Linked DNA regions of Sus scrofa: regions 2 and 3 are each linked to region 1. Evidence: chromatin contacts called from public Hi-C and promoter capture Hi-C data. All regions are on one chromosome and are shown on one strand. Each heading gives the region's core, a stretch centred on a gene start, on an enhancer-like site or on the middle of the called end of the contact. The rest is flanking DNA. Distances are from core to core; before and after follow the strand shown. Region 1 holds the start of DAD1 (defender against cell death 1). Region 2 holds the start of CDH24 (cadherin 24). Region 3 holds the start of LRP10 (LDL receptor related protein 10).

Evidence for each region. Promoter capture Hi-C pulls out the DNA fragments that hold promoters and counts their contacts. Hi-C and Micro-C count contacts between places; a contact is called where the count stands out from the background.
Region 2: a Hi-C map of blood shows a contact between it and region 1, with 3 times the contacts expected there. The contact joins the promoter of CDH24 here to the promoter of DAD1 in region 1. A contact is called at or near these places in 2 of 5 promoter capture datasets (fetal liver and liver) and 4 of 47 Hi-C or Micro-C datasets (alveolar macrophages, blood, omental adipose tissue and 1 more).
Region 3: a contact with region 1 is called in a promoter capture Hi-C map of fetal liver, with 2.6 times the contacts expected there. The contact joins the promoter of LRP10 here to the promoter of DAD1 in region 1. A contact is called at or near these places in 3 of 5 promoter capture datasets (fetal liver, fetal skeletal muscle and liver), 4 of 47 Hi-C or Micro-C datasets (blood, epiblast stem cells, omental adipose tissue and 1 more) and 1 of 2 datasets of contacts at active chromatin or transcription factors (alveolar macrophages).

The regions. Positions count from the first base shown.
Region 1 is chr7:76,430,503-76,434,079 of Sscrofa11.1, reverse strand. It overlaps DAD1 (defender against cell death 1), which reads right to left and starts at 2,040. Exons shown (of 3, transcript NM_213944.1): 1 at 1,772-2,040. The coding sequence starts at 1,982. ABHD4 (protein ABHD4) reads left to right here and starts at 2,244. Exons shown (of 7, transcript XM_021099270.1): 1 at 2,244-2,353.
Region 2 is chr7:75,990,043-75,993,619 of Sscrofa11.1, reverse strand. It overlaps CDH24 (cadherin 24), which reads right to left and starts at 1,715. Exons shown (of 12, transcript NM_001243615.2): 1 at 1,411-1,715; 2 at 938-1,232; 3 at 623-742; 4 at 381-548; 5 at 21-208. The coding sequence starts at 1,611.
Region 3 is chr7:76,156,912-76,160,488 of Sscrofa11.1, reverse strand. LRP10 (LDL receptor related protein 10) reads left to right here and starts at 1,984. Exons shown (of 7, transcript NM_001143715.1): 1 at 1,984-2,182; 2 at 2,592-2,636; 3 at 3,147-3,282. The coding sequence starts at 2,155.

The sequences.
Region 1 (3,577 bases), core at 791-3,290:
TGATCAGCAATCCCACTCCTGGGCATCTATCCAGACAAAACTTTCATTGAAAAAGACACATGCAGAGTTCCCATTGTGGTGCAACAGAAATGAATCTGACTAGGAACCATGAGGTTTCGGGTTTGATCCCTGGCCTCGCTCAGTGGGGTAAGGATCTGGTATTGTCATGAGCTGTGGTGTAGGTCGAAGACGTGGCTCACATCTGATGTTGCTGTGACTGTGGCGTAGGCCTGCAGCTGTAGCTCCAATTTGATCCCTAGCCTGGGAACCTCCATGTGCCACAGGGGTGGCCCTAAAAACCAAAAAAAAAGAGAAAAAGATATATGCACCCTTATGTTCATTGCAGCACTAACTCACAACAGCTAAGACACGGAAACAACCTAAATGTCCATCAACATATGAATGGATTAAGAAGACGTTGGAGTTCCCATTATGGCACAGCAGAAATGAATCCCACTAGGAACCATGAGGTTGCGGGTTCAATCCCTGGCCTCACTCAGTGGGCTAAGGATCTCGCGTTGCCGTGAGCTGTGGTGTAGGTCACAGTTTCGGCTCAGATCCCACGTTGCTGTGGCTGTGATGTAAGCCGGAAGCTGTAGCCCCAATTGGACCCCTAGCCTGGGAATCTCCAAAGCTTTGAGGGTGGCCTTAAAAAAAAAAAAAAGACATGGTGTATATATACAGTGGAATACTACTCAGCCAAAAAAAAGAACAAATTAAATGTCATTCGCAGCAACATGCATGGAACCAAAGACTCTCATACTAAGTGAAGTAAGTCAGAAAGAGAAAACAAACAAAAAAAAATGGAGTGTCCATTATGGCTCACATTAACAAATCCAACTAGCATCCATGAGGACTCACCTTTGATCCCTGGCCTTGCTCAGTGGATTAAGGACCCAGTGTTGCCACAAGCTGTGGTGTAGGTCACAGACACAGCTTGGATCTAGCGTTGCTGTGGTGTAGGCCAGCAGCTGTAACTCCAATTCGACTCTCAGCCTAGGAAATTCCATATGCTGTGGGTGTGGCCCTAAAAAGCAAAAAAAAAAAAAAAAAAAAAAAAGGAAAGAAAGACAAATACCATATATCGCTTATATCTGGAATAATGGCACAAATGAATCTATCTACAGAAAAGAAACAAACCCATGGACATGGAGAACAGGGAGAAGGGGAGGGAGTGGGATGGGCTGGGAGTATGGGGTTAGTAGATGCAAACTATAGCACCTAACCCTAGAGTGGATAAGCAATGAGATTCTGCTGTATAGCATAGGGAACTATATCTAATCATCAGTGATGGAACACGATGGAGGATAACGTAAAAAAGAATATATATATATATATATACATATACACATACATATGTATAACTGGATCACTTTACTGTACAGCAGAAATTAATAAAACATTGTAAGTCAACTATAGTAAGTTTAAAAATAAAAAAAAAAAGTCTACCAACTTCAAAGTTGTGTTAAAGCTAGGTGGAAATTGGGAAGAAGTTTTCCCTGGACTATATATACAAAGTGAAGAGGATCACCAGGTTGCACAGCAGCATGAAAGTGGTTTCTATATTTAATTCCAGCTCCTTGGTGATTCTCCAGTAACAGGCACGCCACCTGTCTGACCCTCCATTTCCCCATTCACAAAGAGAGAGCAATGCAGGCTCCTCTCATAACTTGACAAGGCAGTGTTCTGATACAAAGAGACGAGCACTGTGGGAATAAAAGCAGCGCACCAAAGAAACACATTATTATGGAGATTATTACTGAATCATTACCCGCTAGAATGAAGCTCCCCACGCAAGAGATAAAGCCGGAGAGGAAAGAGTTGAAGGGGAAGGTCCCCACGAGGAGACAGTAACCGAATTGCAGCGCCCCGGTCAGCAGTATATACAAGAGATATGCATCCAACAATTTCAGACGCTGAGGAGTGGAGCTCAAGTACTCTTCTAAGAACCGGGAGATTACCGACAACACCGACGCCGACATGACTATAAACTTGGTACTTCGGCCGGCGTACCCCAAGCTCCTAGAGTACCAGACGACCACACCGGATGTAGTCTTAGCGCATGCGCAGCGGTACAGCCCAGCTCCGTCCTCCCCGATTTGCGCAGGCGTATAGACCGACCAAGGCGCGAAACAACCAATGCGCAGACGCAGAATACATCCTCAAAATGAGAACTACAGCCAGAGAAAGCTAGTGCGCCTGCGCAACGGATCTTTCCCTGTGCTGGAGACGTGTACTCTTTTTGTTCCATTTCCGCCGTCAGGTTGGTGACGCCCACAGTTGCTCTAGCAACAAGATAGTGCGGGAGGAAGACCGGGAGAGGCTTTACAGCCAATAGCGAAGCTACTCCGAGGTTTGGAGTCTCTTTGGTTCACTCACGTTCTCAAACATATACTATTTAGATCTGCTATAGGGCAATGTCTGGCGCTCTCCGGGTTCAGTACTTGTTCGGTCCTAATTCTGTTAAGGGCGCTAACTGCGATCCGTCCCAGATCATTGGAGCAAGTCAGGTTGCCCCAAAGTTGGAACCACCCGATCAGTGTCTGAGCGGGCACCAGTTTAGACGTGGTTATTGGGGGTGGGAGGTGTGGGGCGGAGTGGGGGAGCTCGACTTTACCCGGTCCTGAACTGGCTTTAGGATCTAGACTTGGGGACGCTTATTAATAAGAGCGATAGAATCAAACCTCAGGTATTCATTCAGCAGACATTTATTGGGCTCCTCCACATTTTTTGAATTGTAGTTAGTCAATTGTAGGTATTCTTCGGTGAATCTGATAGTCTTAAAAGAGCTGGGGGTGGGCGTGGGGTGAGAAAGTCGATTAAATTGCATAGAGTATACGATCAAGTTTAGCAGCGTGCTACTCCCAACCTAGCATCTTGAACCTGTTGTTGAACTATCCCAGAATGTCAGTGCTGAAAGGCCTGAAAGAGCATTGCCTGGTGCCTGGTTCAAACTCTACCCCTTCCGATTTATTTTGCAGAAGAAAATGAAGGTTTAAGGTTTTGTATTTTAACAAGTGGAATTAGTTACTTGTATTTAGTGTTTTAACCTTTTTGAAAAATAAGGTCCACCTTAGTTTCTGGCTTTTGCCGCGTTTTTTGTTTTGTTTTGTTTTTTTCCCATGCCAGAGGCTTGTGGAAATTACCCTGGCCAGGGATCAAACCAGGTCACAGCAGCAACCCAAGCCACTGCAGTGACAATGCCAGATCCTTAACCCACTGTGCCACAAGAGAACTCCTGCTGCCCTTTTATTTTAGGTGAATCTGATCTAACAGACCTAGCTCATCGCACTTTCAGCTGCAAGTAGCATATAACCAGGTACTTTTTCAACTTATTAGTAACTTTAAACTATCCTAGCCACTCAAGCAAAATTCCTAAAACAGCAAGTAAACCTTCCTTAGTTTTCATTTGTTGTTTGTGTTCACACTGGAACCAGGAGTTCCCGTGGTGGCTCAGTGGTTAACGAATCTGACTAGCATCCATGAGGATGTAGGTTCGATCCCTGGCCTTATTCAGTGGGTTAACGATCCGGCGTTGCCATGAGCTGTGGTGTAGGTTGCAGATGTGGCTCGGATC
Region 2 (3,577 bases), core at 466-2,965, 440 kb after region 1:
GCATGAGACAGGAGGCTAACCTTGCGGACAGTGAGGAGCCCATCTCGACCCTGGGAGTCTGTGCTGATGCTGAAGGCCTCGGACCCCTCCCCGTCCAGGATGCTGTATGCCATGAGGGCGTTGTCCCCCAGGTCTGGGTCCTGGGCCTGCAGCCGGCCCACCAGGGTGCCCGGCCCAGCGGTCTCCACCACGGAGAACTGGTACAGGCCTTGGGGAGGATGGAGGGAGACGATCTTAGAGAGGTCTCCAGCCCTCCTCCCTCTCCCGGCATGTCCTTCTCCCAGGCCTGGCTCGGGAGGGGTGGGAGGGCAGATTTCTCAAGAGGCTGCAAGGGGTGGGGTGCTTAAAAGATGGCTCAGGCGACAGCACTGGCCCCTTACTCTGCGGGAACTTGGGGGGGTTGTCGTTGACATCGCTGAGGGTGACCGTCACCGTAGTGCTGCCCGACAGCCCCCCCATGTGGCCACCCATGTCCTTGGCCTGAATCACCACCAAGAACTCCTCCTGCGTCTCACGGTCCATGTTGGGGATGGCGGTCCGCACCACTCCTAGGGAGAGATGATGGATCAGAGGGTGCCTGGTCCCAAGGCAGCCCCACCCGGCTCCTGAGCTCTAGCCTCACCAGTCTGGGGGTCCACAGAGAAGAAAGGTAGTCCATCCAGCACGGTGTACACCAGCTTGGCGCTGTTCCCGTAGCTGGGGTCATCAGCATCATGAGCAGTCACCTGGATCACTGAAGTCCCTGTGGGGGATCCCGGCACCCCACTCAGCAGGGGCAGAGCCAAGTAGGGAAGAACAGCAGACGATCAGGACCCAGACATGAGTGGGGCTGAACTGAGGGAGGTGGCTTCCGGGGCAGAAAGGGGTGGGGGAGGGAGAGGTGAGGGAGGGCGCTCTAGGAGGTGGGATCCACGATGTCCGGACTCGGGATACTCACCGACGTTGGACATCTCGGGCACTGTGGCGTGGTATGGCCCGAGGGGAAAGATGGGTGGATTGTCATTAATGTCTTGCACCTTGATGATGAACTCTGATGGGGGCTCCAGGGGGCGGTTGGAGGCTCGGTCCACAGCTTGGGCCAGTAGCACATACTGGGCCTTCTCCTCCCGGTCCAGGCTCTTGGTGACATGGATATTGCCTGTGGCCTCATCGATCACAAATACGGTGCCTGCCCCCTCTCCCGTCAGCAGGTACTTGGTGCGGCCCTCACCCCTGTCCACGTCCGAGTGCAGCTGTACGGGTCAGGGAAAGATGGCAGCGGGTTCCAAGCGCAGGGACAGAAAGTTAAAGAGTCTAAGTCTGGGCCTCGGTGGAGTGTTGGGAGTTCTGAGGGACCAAGGTCATTGCAGAAGTGAAGTTGCAGGGCAGAGCCTTGAGAGTCAGGGTAGACATGGGAGGCTTGATCCTTACCTTGCCAATAAGGACGGGCTCTGGTCCAGCATATTCCTCAATGACAAAGAATTGGTTCCACACCCAGCTCCTTCGGGTCCGAAGCAGTGCTGGTCCTGGGCCTCCCCGGGACCCTGCCCAAGCCCGGGCTGGGGCTGCCAGGCGCCCCATGCAGCCCCAGCCACCCAGCCAGGCCAGCAGGAGCCTCACCAGGCCCCACATGTTTGGGCACCAGCCAGGGCTCTGTTCACTGCCCCTGGGTGTTAAGGCATGAGCTGCCTGGGGCAGAGGGGCAGATGCTTTGGGACTACCCCATGGATCCACACCTGCAGGAGAGGTAGCTGTTCAGGGTCAAGGAAACCCTTAACCCTCCCCCCTCCAAAGTTAGATGCTCAAGATCAGACCTCCGAGGAACCAGAAACACCAGTGACCAGAAACCAGACTAAGACAGAAAGCAGTCTGATCTTTCCCTCCACCCAGGCTCTGCCTGTATTCACCTCCAGCCCTCCAAGCTGATAAATCTCCGGCCAGTCAAGTGAGTAGAGAAGCTTGGGGAGAAAATAGGAGAGGGTATGCTGGGAGGGCTGGGAACCTCAAATCTGGCTCCTGTTCTCCCAGGGTGGGCATGCAGCTGGGGGCTGGAGGAAATGGGGGCTACCAGGGAAAGGGCTTAAAATAAAGGGATCTGGACTCCTGGAGGTGTGATCTGAGGGTGCCTAGGGTCAGGGTGAGAGGACAAGGAGTGCAGCCTCAAACAGGGTTGAAAGCCTGTGAAAGTCCCTCCTCCACAGAGAACCCCGCCTCTCCAGAAACTGACCCTAACACACTGCTAGCTGAAGTCCTTGAAGGGAGACCTGGACTCATGAGGCATTGTAGGGGCCAGAGCTGGAAGAAGAGGGGTGGCAGAGGCCAGGAGACCGGGGAGGGGGAGCAGAGGCAGACCCAGAGGCTAGAGACACAGCGTGATTGAGGTTGAGACCAAGACTCAGGGACTGGCTGCAGAGACAGAGACAGAATGGCAGCAAGAGACAGAAGGAAAGAGACCCAAGGTGGCAGCCTGGGTGTCTGAAAAGCAGAGAGGAGTCATATGGGTACCAGGCTAGAGAATGGGTGGCTGAGAGGGCAGAGGGGCTTTCAGTATGTGTGATGGACAGGAAGGGGCAGCTTCAGCTGAGGGGGTTAGACCAGGCCACCCTGGAGGAGAACTTCATTCTGGGAGAGGGGGCAGCCAGGAGGGGCTGTGGGATGGAAGCTAGAGAGAGGACCCTTCCCACCACTGTCTTCTCCCTCTCCTCCTAGGGGGTCCCCCCAGGTGGCTGTGGCTGCGCCTCTCCTCCCCCAGAGCAGACACACACCTGACAGTCCTTTCCTTCCCGAGGGAAGAGGGAAGCCGGAGGCGAGCCGGCGACCGGAGAGGGAGGCGGGACGAGGAGGGAGAAGGAAAGGGAGAGAGGAGTGGGAAATAGGAGAGTGGGAAAGGGAAGGGGAGAGGAGAGAGAAGGAACAGGGGAAGGAAAGGAGAGCGGGAAAAGGAAGAGACGGGAAAGGAGAGAGAGGTGGAGGAAGAAAACAGCAAAGAGGAAGAGGAGATGGAGCAAGACAGGGTAAGAAGGAGAGAGAAGGGTTGGGGAGACAGAGGGAAGGGGCAGAGAAGGCAAACAGGCAGAGAGAAGGCTGGGTGAAGAGAGATCGAGGGAGAGGAAAATGGTTAAAAGAGGGAGAGAGGTGCGAGGGAAGAAGGGAAAGCTGGAGAGCGCGGGAGAAGGGAGCCGGCAGTGGGCTCCCAGCCGCGGAGCGCACCGCTCACCGCTCTGAAGATACCCGCAGGCTGCGGGCCCCCTGCTGCCCCTGCGCGAATTCCCGACCGCGGGCTCCGGAGCAGAAGCCCTTACCTGGCAGTGCCGAGGGGCCCAGCCCGGCGGGGACGGTCTCCGCCGGCCCCAGCCGCCGGGTCCCAGGGGGGCACAGCCCCGAGCCGATCCGAGCGGGCGCCGCGGCTCCGCTGCAGGTCTGAGCGGCCCCGGCTGAGAACAAGGGAGCGAGACGGAGGGGGCGGGGGAAGGAGGCTCCGCCTGCGGAGGAGCGAGGCGGCTCCGCGCCGCGCAGGAGAGGAGAGCCCAGCCTCCGACCCTCCCCTGCCCAGCCCGGGCCGCGCGGCGGGGGCGGGGGCGGGGGCGGCGTTGGTGCC
Region 3 (3,577 bases), core at 735-3,234, 270 kb after region 1:
CACAGCTCATGGCAACGCCAGATCCTTAACCCACTGAGCAAGGCCAGGGATCAAAACTGCAACTTCATGGTTCCTAGTCAGATTCGTTAACCACTGAGCCATGACAGGAACTCCTGCCTGACTTTTTAAATTTATGTATCTAACCTCTTTTTCCAACTAGACTGTAAGCTCCTTGAAGCTAAAATGAAGTCTTAAGAGTTCCAGGCATTCTCCAAGTCCCAGTACACAGCATAGAGGATTCAGCCACCACTCAACTAAAAACTCCATGATTGCTTTCGGGACGTAAATATTTTTAATTTCCCCAACCTCTTTGTCCTACTTCCTTTATTCAACATTCTCCTCCCATATTTAGGGTTCTGTTTCTCCTCTCGTCAATCTCAAGGGCTGCAGTAGGAAGCATAGAGACCCAGGAACCAAGTTTCCTTGGCATGGGACTGAGGGCCAAGTGAAAGAAGAGCCTTTTTATGGCCAAGTCTATGGCCCTGCTGAGATCCCAGTTTTGAACACATCAAAACTGATGGCAACAACAAATGTCATGAACAGAAAACTGTTTGTAGAGAGGAGAGAGTGGTAAGGCTCTGAATGAACTCTGTCCAGAGTCAGATCACCCAGGTTCTCTAGCTCTCTCTGTTTCAACATTTACTAGATCCATGATCTTGGGCAATACTAAACTTCTCTGTGCCTAAGTTTCCCTATCTGTAACATGTGAGTAACAATAATAACTACCTCACAAGATGGTGGAGAGAAGTAAAAGAGCAAATATTTGAAAAGTGCTTAGATTTATGCCTGAAATGTGAAAAAAAGCTCAAAAAGTATTTGCTATTATTGTTGTTTACTATTATTACCTATAAGTGCCACAGGGAATCGGTAACCCCAAGCCCACCTAAATCAGAAATAACTCCTGTAACTAATAATAATCATTGTAAGCAGGTATGAAGCACTTCCTAGATGCTCAACTTACATCATCTCCCTAAATGATGACAACAACCTTAAGAAGTATTGTGCCATTATTAACTCCATTTAACAGAGTTAATGCACAGAGAGGTGAAATGATTTTCTCAAGGTCACATAGCCTGCAAATAGCCAAGGTACAATTATTCGTTTATTGAGTTACTGTGTCTCAGCAGGAGAGAAGCCTTGTGGGTGCAAAGGTAAACAGTCTAGGCCTCAACCTACAGGAAGTTTCAGTTTCCACAGAAGGGGCGGGGCGGGGGCGGGAAAGACGAGTAAACAAATATTTATAACACCGGGTAGTAATTGCTGTAATAGAGGCTCACGACAAAAAGTGTTACCGGATGTCAGACACCGGGACAAGAAAAGTACTGAGAGCTTAAGGAGCCAAAGGAAAGACATAACAATTATGGAATATGCAATTGTCTTCTGACAAATGTGTCCTGTAACCCATGTGTTACACGGGAAGTACTAAACAAAGCAGAGTTACAAGTGGAGGCTGAGCGCCCTGAGAGCCCGAGGGACAAGGCGCGGTAGGACCTGAAAGGGGTTAAGATGGGAAGGTGGGCGTGGTAAGCGTTGATTGGCAGGGGTGGGGCCAGGCTCGTCACCCTCCCCCTCCTCCACCCGGGTTCCTCCAACCCCTGGGCTGGCTGGGGTACAGCCAGGGCGAGGGCTCGAGCGCTGGGCCGAGTCGCCAGTCCCCTCCTCCCCAGCTCCTCTACCCGCGTTCCGGGGCTGGAGGCGCTGGAGAAGTTGGGCAGCGCCCGGGCCGGCTCTGGGCGCTGACAGTCGGCAAAGTTTGGCCCGAAGAGGAAGTGGCCTCAAGCCTCGGCAGGTGGCGGCCAGGCCTGGACCCGGACGTTCGCGGCCTGCGGGCGGGCTCTAGGCGAGGGCGCGCCCCAGCGCTGGACTTCGAGCCAACTCCCTGGGCTTCGGGGGTCAGCCTCTGGAGAGAGCGCTGCGGCGGCCGGGGAGAACAACTCCAAAGTTGGCGAGAGGCACCGCCCCGGTTCCCGGGCCGCCGCCGCCCCCCACCAGCCCCCAGCCCTGGCATCCGGAGCCTCGGTCGAGGAGTCTGGGCCATGGAGCCCCCTCGGGGAGGCGGCACTGAGGAGCCAGGATACCCGGAGTGGCGCCGCCTCCCCACTGGGTAGACGATCGAAGCTCCGGGACTCTTCCTGCGCCTCGGGACGGCTCACGATGCTGCCGGCCATCCTTCTCCTCCTGGGTAAGAAATCGAAACGAGGCTACTCGCCCGGGACCCCGCTCCCAGGGCTGTCACCGCGCCCAGGTCCTCTAGCTCCCTTCCCCCTATGGGGCCTCTCACCCCTACCCTGTCCTCCCCTGCCCCGCGGCCCCTGCCGTCGCCTTGGTCGCTGCCTGCCCCAACCCTCGGGAAATCTACAGCCGCTCCCCTCGGCCCTCATACTCGCTCTGGCTTCCTTAGATCACCGTACCCATCCTACAAGCCGCACTGGAGGACCTTCCTTTGAGGTCACACACCGCTGCCTCCCCCTGTTCCACCACCCTTCTCGTAAACTACCCGGAAGCCGCCGATGGTTCCCTTTCCTCCTTGAGAAGCTCAGGTGGAGAAAACTCCGAAGTGTGACTCTTGCCCTTTCTCGCTCTTCCTCTAGGAGGCGCTCTGGCCCACCAAGACCGGATCCTTTTCCCAAATCATGGTGAGTAGAGGATGCCTCTGGGGTCCCATGGGCTTGGTAATGAGAGAGCACCCTAGAGAAAGACTCTCTTCCTTGACTTCCTCTGGTACCTTCCATAGTTTTCGAGTGGAGATCAGCCATCCTCTGTTTTACAGACAGAAACTGAAACCCAGCGTGGGCCCTCACTTGGTAGTTATGTACTATTTGCCCCCCCAATATCCATCCTTGATTCGCCTCGCCCAAATGTAATCTCCTTGAGGATAGAGATCGTATTTCCCGTTCCTCCTGGCCCAGTGGTTGGCACAAAGCAGACCTCATTTTGTTTGTGGTGTTGATACCTAAGGTGGAACAACGATGAGTGTGGTGAGAAGGGGAGCCCACTGACGACTCTGCCTCCAGAGTGTGTGTGGCTGGGAAGGGGGAGTTTCTGTGCTCCTTCTTGAAGAGCCCAGGCCCTTGGAAGCATGAAGCCTGGGGAGGAGTGGCATGGTAAGAGGCTCGCAACTGATGTCCTTACCTTCCTCTCTCCAGCCTGTGAGGACCCCCCAGCAGTGCTTTTGGAAGTGCAGGGCACCATACAGAGGCCCCTGGGCCGGGACAGCCGCATCTCCCCTGCCAACTGCACCTGGCTCATCCTGGGCAGCAAGGAGCAGACTGTAACCATCAGGTGAGAAGCGGGGCAAGACCCTATTCCTTTCCTCACCCTTCTTGCTCTACCGTGGAAAACCCTTCAGGGGTCACTTCTCCATGGTATTTCCATCCCTGTCAACTGGGAGAAGAATGAAATTAAATTTGGACTAATCTGCCCTAAAAGCCTGGCATGTTCTGGGCTGGACACAGTGAATTGGACCTGGGTTGGACTGGACACCTAGCTTGGGTCCTGCTGTCTCTGAAGGACAACAGTCACTCTATAAACAGTCCTTGGGCTCCAATACAGCTGCTTTGAGGAGTCCTTCAACCCA